2 separate regions of the Oryctolagus cuniculus genome follow, and region 1 is linked to region 2. Evidence: chromatin contacts called from public Micro-C data. All regions are on one chromosome and are shown on one strand. The core of a region is the stretch at or near the end of the contact, and the rest is flanking DNA. Distances in the headings are between cores, read along the strand shown. Region 1 holds the start of LYPLAL1 (lysophospholipase like 1). Region 2 holds the start of TGFB2 (transforming growth factor beta 2).

Evidence for each region. Hi-C and Micro-C count contacts between places; a contact is called where the count stands out from the background.
Region 1: a contact with region 2 is called in a Micro-C map of ear pinna, with 7 times the contacts expected there. The contact joins the promoter of LYPLAL1 here to the promoter of TGFB2 in region 2. A contact is called at or near these places in 2 of 6 Hi-C or Micro-C datasets (ear pinna and embryonic fibroblasts).

The regions. Positions count from the first base shown.
Region 1 is chr13:33,394,309-33,397,888 of mOryCun1.1, forward strand. It overlaps LYPLAL1 (lysophospholipase like 1), which reads left to right and starts at 1,883. Exons shown (of 3, transcript XM_070054951.1): 1 at 1,883-2,013. The coding sequence starts at 1,920.
Region 2 is chr13:32,629,561-32,633,257 of mOryCun1.1, forward strand. It overlaps TGFB2 (transforming growth factor beta 2), which reads left to right and starts at 1,598. Exons shown (of 8, transcript NM_001082660.1): 1 at 1,598-1,943. The coding sequence starts at 1,598. LOC127483536 (a long non-coding RNA gene) reads right to left here and starts at 257. Exons shown (of 3, transcript XR_011381459.1): 1 at 41-257.

The DNA.
Region 1 (3,580 bases), core at 633-3,132, 770 kb after region 2:
TATATCCATTTAACAATAACTTCCCATTATCTGTCTCCTCTTAGCTCCTGATACCCACTATGCTATATTCGATCTCAATGATTCTGCCCAAATTAGACATAGTGCTTCACATAAATATAATTATAAAATATTTTCCTCTGTTTCCATTTTATTTCTCTAGCGTGATATTTTCTAGTTTCATCCATGTTGTAGCATGTGTAGGAATTCCTTTCTTTTAATGACTGAATGATATTCCATTGTATGGATTCCACATTTTGATTGTCCATTCATTTATAGGTTAATGTTTAAGTTATTTCTACTTTTTGGTTACAGTGAACAATTCTCCTATGAATATCTGAGGAGCAAGTATCAGTTTGAGTGCCTATTTTCACTCATTTTGGGCATACTTCCAAGAGGAATTGCTGGATCAGATAGAAATTCTAGAAGAAACACCAAACTATTTCCACAGCTGCTCTATTATTTTACGTCTCAATCAATAATGCACAAGAGTTCCAGTTTCTACATTTCTTCACCAACATTTATTTTCTGCTCTTTTGATAACAGCCATCCTAATGAATGTGGAGTGCTATGTCATGAAAATAAATCTGCTCTGGGGCTGGTGTTGTGGTACCGTGGGTTAAGTTGCAGCCTGTGATTGTGACATCAGTTAGGAGCAATAGTTCAAGTCCCAGCTGCTCCACTTTCAATTCAGCTCCCTGTTAATGCATCTGTGAAAGCAGTGGATGGTGGCCCAACTATTCGGGACCCTGTCACCCACGTAGAAGACATGAATGGAGTTCCAGGCTTCTGGCTTCAGCCTGGCCCAGCCCTGGCCTTTAAGGTCATTTGGGGAGTGAACCAGTAGAAGGAAGATCTCTCTCTCTCTCTCTCTCACTCACTCTACCTTTCAATTCAATTTTTAAAATAAAATAGATTTTTAAATTTTGTTGAATACAGGAGCTGGCGCCGTGGCCCATTTGGTTAATCCTCTACCTGTAGCACCGGCATCCAATATAGGCACCGGGTTCTAGTCCCAGTTGCTCCTCTTCCAGTCCAGCTCTCTGCTGTGGCCCGGGAAGGCAGTGGAGGATGGCCCAAGTCCTTGGGCCCTGCACCGCATCGGAGACCAGGAGGAAGCACCTGGCTCCTGGCTTTGGATCGGTGTAGCGCTGGCCGTAGCAACCATTTGGGGGGTGAACCAACGGAAGAAAGACCTTTCTCTCTGTCTCTCTCTCACTGTCTAACTCTGCCTGGCCTGTCAAATTAAAAAAAAAATGTTTTGAATACAGAGGAAAATATTTTTATTTATTTATTAAATATTTATTTTCTTGAAAGCCAGAGCAACAGAAATGGAGAGAGAAAGAGAGAGAATCTTCCATTTTCTGGGTTCATTCCCAGACAGGAACTCCCATCTGGGTCTCCCATGTGGGTAGCAGGAACCCAAGTACTTGGGCCATCATCCACTGCCTTCTCTGGGACATTAGCAGGAAGCTGAATTGGTAGTGTAGCAGCTGGGACTCAATCCAGCAGACACAGCAGGTGTTGGCTTAACTGGCTGTGCCACAATGCCGGCCCTAAATTATTTTCATTTTATGGCTGCCTTACCCTACATATAAAAACCTGCAAACATCCTGTGCAAGTCCTAAAGTGGAAGGTAAAATATGATCATCCTGTCAAAATTTTAAACAGAGTAACACCAATATTTCTACAAATAAGGCTTAGAGTTTTAGCATTGCAGTTGAAATTCCACAGCTAATGCTCACGACATAAATATATTCATTAATCTATTTGCAGCTGACACCATCCTCAGCAAAACCAAAGTCTTAGTACACCTAGAATGACCCCCTATTTGAACCCAAATTGTCAGAAGCAGGCCTGCGCGAGAAGCGCTGCGCATGCGCGCTCCTTCAGGCTGTTTGCGAGCCTGCGTGTTCCCGACAATGGCGGCTGCGTCCGGTTCAGTTGGCCTTCCGCGGTGTCTGGTGTCGCCGGCTGGGAGGCACAGCGCCTCTCTGATCTTCCTGCACGGTTCAGGTGGATTGCAATTTTCCATCGTGATTTTCTGCAGCGTAGGCAGTATCCTCCCCTGGGTTAGCACAGTTTTCTTTCCCGTGGAGGCAGCTCCGGGAGAGGGTGGCTCTCCGCTCTGCAGCCCGGGGCCGCGGACTTCCCGGCAGGATTACTCAGTTGCCCCGATCTTCCTGTCGTCTTCTTTCTACACTTCCCTCCCGCCCTGAGCCTCGCGGCTCTCAGCCCGCTCTCCATCCGCAAGGTCCTTTCCCGTGCCATCCTTACCACTCCCGTCCCAGCTCCCCGCGTTCGAACTGGGAGTTAAGAAGGTGAGTCTTCTGCTCATGAGAGTGACTTATTCAGGACTTCCCAGAGCCAGCTACTAGAGGGTTTTCCGCCGCTGTGGGTTTTTTCCACTGCTCGCTTGCGCCAGCCTCCAGGCGCACGTGGACCATCGCAGTCATGATTCACTGAGACACTGCGAGTATTAGCAGAGCATCTACTTGCCCCGTGCCTTTGTCTTGCCCACCCACACACTCCTCGCTTTCTCTCTGACATTAAGCCTCCAAGGCACAGCACCAGGTCAGCTCTGAATTCTCTGGGCGGGTATTCTGCCTTCCCTAACTTGATTTCCTATGGCGTTTCTTACTCTCATCCTAATTACTTAGGGCTTTCTTACCCCCACTGGATTGTCAGTCCTCCACAATAAGGACCCTTGAATCTTGTTTTATTCCTTGCATGCCCAGTGCTTGGCCCAGGGTAAGTCCCCAGGAGATGTTTTTTGTTTGGTTTTTCTTCTTCTTCTTCTCTTTCTTTCTCTCTCTCTCTCTCTCTCTCTCTCTCTCTCTCTTCTTTCTTTCTTTCTTTCTTTCTTTCTTTCTTTCTTTCTTTCTTTCTTTCTTTCATGCAGCAAGTGTCTTCTTTCTTTCTTTCAGAAATGAAATGCAGCAAGTGTCCTCAGGGGGCCTACCTACATTTAAAAACCAAAACAATTAGTTTGAGGCAGCAGTGCTTGGGAGATCACAAGACGGTGCAAGGTTCAGGCCAAGTGAAGACTCCTCGGGTTTTTCAGTGATCTTTGATCTGAGACCCATAGGGGCTGATGATTGGGTAATGGAGGGGATTGGAAAGGTGCAGGGCAGAGAACTGGATGTGAGCAGTTGCTAGAGTTTTGAAAATGGGGCCAGATGGGTGCAGCAGTTTGCCCAGGTCACTTGGCTATTACTGTGAGTAGTGGTGGAGAAATTGGGGACTTGAATCTTAATCTTTCTTTGACTCCAAAATTAGTACTCCGGTAGGATAAGGTGGCGAGTTAGGGAAGAAAAAGGCCTGTGGGTTTTCTGATGAAATATATTTGGAAGGTGAAGTGTCCAGAATTGTCAGCGGTGCTTGCATCTGCTGGAGATTGGTAGCACTGTTTAGCTAGGACCATAGGATGTACACTTTTAAGTGCCCTGAATTTTCTGAATACTGTAAATACAGCTAATTAATAAATAAGCTAATTCTCACTTCTTAGAAATAATTCCCAGTATTTTAACAAGAATTCATACATTTTGTTCTTTTTCCCCTGGACCACTTTATTTAAAATAAG
Region 2 (3,697 bases), core at 348-2,847:
CAGACCTATCCAGAACTATATGACCATAGGAAGTAGATACCGTAAATCACTGTTGTCAGGGCGCACACTCCACCTCCTGCCTCCGTTCCCAACAGCCATCCTCATTTCCACACCCCCTCCACGGTTCGGGGAGAGCTCGTGGTCTAAGTAACGAGAGGACTTCTGACTGTAATCCTAGCACGTCACTTTGTTGAAGGCAAACACGTGGTCCAGAGAGAACTTATAAATCTCCCCTCCCCGGCAAGATCGTGATGTTATCTGCTGGCAGCAGAAGGTTCGCTGGGAGCGGAGCGGAGCTCCAGAAGCTCCCAACAAGAGAGAGAAATAGAAGGAAGGAAAGCGAGCGAGAGCAGAGCAAGAGCGCAAGTGAAAGAGGCAGGGAGAAGGATGGAGAACGTCAGAGTAACGGTCTAAGGATCCGTTCGGGAACTAACGGGGGCTTCCCGGCTGCAGAAAGGCAGAGAAGGAACGAGAGTCTATTTCAGGGTGGCAAGTGCCTACCTCCCCTAAGCGAGAAGGTCTAAGTGGGAGAGAAACCAGGAGAGGTTGGAAAAGGGTGGGAGTCCAAGGGAGCCCCTTCGCGACCCTCTTAGGAATAAAACTCCCCAGCCAGCGTGTCTCCCGGGCTGCTGTTGTGGTCCGCAGGGGGTGCAGGCGGCGGCGGCGGCGGCTGATCTTCTGGTGCCGGGTTGGCTTCTGGAGCGAGAGCAGAAGGAGGTGCAGGAGAAGGAGGGAGCTGGAGGCTGGACGCGTTTGCCGGCGGCGGCGGCGGCGGCGGCGGCGGCGGCGGGACCGACCAGCAACGTGGAGTAACCCTGCGGCCACAGCGCGGAGCTCCGGGAGCAGGATCCTCGCCCCCTCGGCCGTGTCCACGGCCCCTGCAGCACCCGATCGCGTCCCGGGCGCCGTGCGAAGCGCATCCGCCTCCTCGCGGCGCGCCGGGCTCGTCCCCAGAGCGCGCACGCGCGCGCGCGCGCACACACACACACACACACACACACACTCATACACACACGTGTGCGCTCCTCTGCCCTGGAGCTGCCGCTGCCCCTGCTCTGAGCGCCGCAGTGGAAGGCACGGCCGAACCGCTCTTTCTTTAAATATATAAATTACTGCTCGGGTCAGCCTCGGCGGCGCCCCTCCAGTCAGGTCGCCAGCTGCCAGCCCCGGGACCTTTTCATCTCTTCCCTTTTGGCCGGAGGATCCGAGTTCAGATCCGCCACTCGGCACCCGGGACTGACACACTGAACTCCATTTCCTCCTCTTAAATTTATTTCTGCCTTATAGCCACTCGTCCCTTTTCCCCCCACCTCGTCACTCCAAGAGAATCTTTTTTTCTTGCTTTCCAAAGTCAGGGTTCCCCCTGCCCATGCCTTATTAATGTTTCCAGTTTGGGAACTCCTTGCATTTTCTTTTTGAAGGAATTCAAGCAAACTACATTTTCTATCTGGCATCGACCCTCGATCGTTTGCAAAAGTTTCGCATTAAAAAAACAAACAAACAAACAGCTCCACCTGATCTGCACTTTGAGAATTGTTGGTTTCTTTTTATTTTTCATTTTTTAAAAGGACTTTTTTCTACCTTTTTTAAAAAAAAAATGCACTACTGTGTGCTGAGCGCTTTTCTGATCCTGCATCTGGTCACGGTGGCGCTCAGCCTGTCTACCTGCAGCACACTCGATATGGACCAGTTCATGCGCAAGAGGATCGAGGCGATCCGCGGGCAGATCCTAAGCAAGCTGAAGCTCACCAGCCCCCCAGAAGACTATCCCGAGCCCGAGGAAGTGCCCCCGGAGGTGATCTCCATCTACAACAGCACCAGGGACTTGCTCCAGGAGAAGGCGAGCCGGAGGGCGGCCGCCTGCGAGCGCGAGAGGAGCGACGAGGAGTACTACGCCAAGGAGGTCTACAAGATAGACATGCCGTCCTACTTCCCCTCCGAAAGTAAGTGCCCAGTCTCGTTCGCTTCCGTGCCCCGAGGTGTCGCGCTGCCCCGCGCTCGCACCGCCGCGACGGCTCCGGGGCTCGCCCACCCTGCTCCGGTTTCGCTGAGCTGCGCCCCGTCCACCTCCAGTCCAGCCGTGTCCTTGAGAGTCCGCAGACGTTAAGACGTGCGCTTTCTACTTTATTTTCTCCATCTCTCCCTCCCCCACTCCCCCCTAACGCCTCAGTCCTTTATAAGGCGGAATTCTCCTGTTCTCGTCCCTGAAATTCCATCCTGGGCCACCAACTAGGAGTCCGCCCTGCTCTGTCAAACCGTGAGGCGCTCCCTGGGGCAGAGTTAAACCGGGAAATCTTGGTGGGTTTGTTTTCTCTGCTCCGATTGGCGTGGAGCGCGCCGAACTGGTGCACGAAGGGTTAAAATAATGTGGCTCAAAACTATCCTCTCCGGAAGGCGCCCCCTTTCCGTGCCGACCTATCAGCTGGTTCACCAAGCCTTTTCCATTGTCTCTAACTCCCCTCAAAAATGTCAGCATCGCTCAGACAAAACCTGGTTTGGAGACCCTTCCAAAAATCTACCTGGAAACCCTCAGTGCTCGCTGTGCCTGTTGCCAGCGCTAGGTGTTTACGTTCCCCTGAGGCAGACTCTTGTAACCATGTCCTCTCTGATTTCACCTGCGGTGGTAGAAAGTTCGGCTTAGTTTTTGTGTTTAAAAGGCTTTTATTGCTGTATATTTTTTTTTTTTTCAGAATTCACCCAAACCTGCCTTCTTAAAATCGCCAGTGTAGCAGATCATTTTTCCTACGGGTTTATCTTCATCTTTTTTTTTTTTTTTCAGTCGTGGGCACTGTGCCCCTGCTCTTTGATAGGCTTCTACATTACCTTTGGTGCATTCCTAAATCTAAGATAGAGTAAAGAAGGCTGATCAAGAAGAGAGAGAGAGGGAGAGAGGGAGAGAGAGAGAAGGAGGAGAGAGGGAGGGAGAGAAGCAAGGGAGGGAGGGAGGAAAAAGTGGCTTCTCTGAGAGCAGTGCCCTCAAATTCAGCTGACATCCAGTAGCAAGGGAAGTGAAATGATTTATTGTGAAGTTCTTGGGGGCTGGGGGAAGGGGGCGGAGGACAGAGGACAGTTAGTGTGTAATTATTTCAGGACTCTTAACAAAAATCAAAAAGAAAAAAGGAAATATTCAATGATAACTGAGAGGGTTAAATAACAGGAAGGAGAAAAACAGAGGGCAAAAAAAAAAAAAAAAACACCACACTTTAACATTTGTGTATTCCAAATTCCAAGTCATAAACTTTTCATTGGTTGTCCATTTCTCTCCTCCCCTTTCCGTGCCCTATATACTTGCTGGCTGCCTTTGCTAAGTCTCTGTGTTTTGCCTAAATAGATAATTCAGCCATCTTGGTAATTTTATCCTAGAAGTTCTAATTGCAGGGTGGTGCTTTTCATTTTTAATATTTATTTTTAGTTTGACAAGTCCTAGCTACGGGACTTGCTGTGTCTTGTACTAGATGGCCCCAGAATGTCCGCCCATGTATCTAACTCCAGTCTTTCTGGCCATCTTCTCTTGCTGCAGCTCCTCTGCTTGTTCAATAGCGGGACAGATGCAAGGCGTCCTGGCAAGCAGGATGGTTTTATTATTGTCATTATGGCACTATCCACAACAGTGGTGATACATACGCTCCACCCTGCTTATTCCCCCTTGGGGAGTCCGGCTTTCTGACTGGGGGTGGAGCCAAGGAGATCCTAGGAA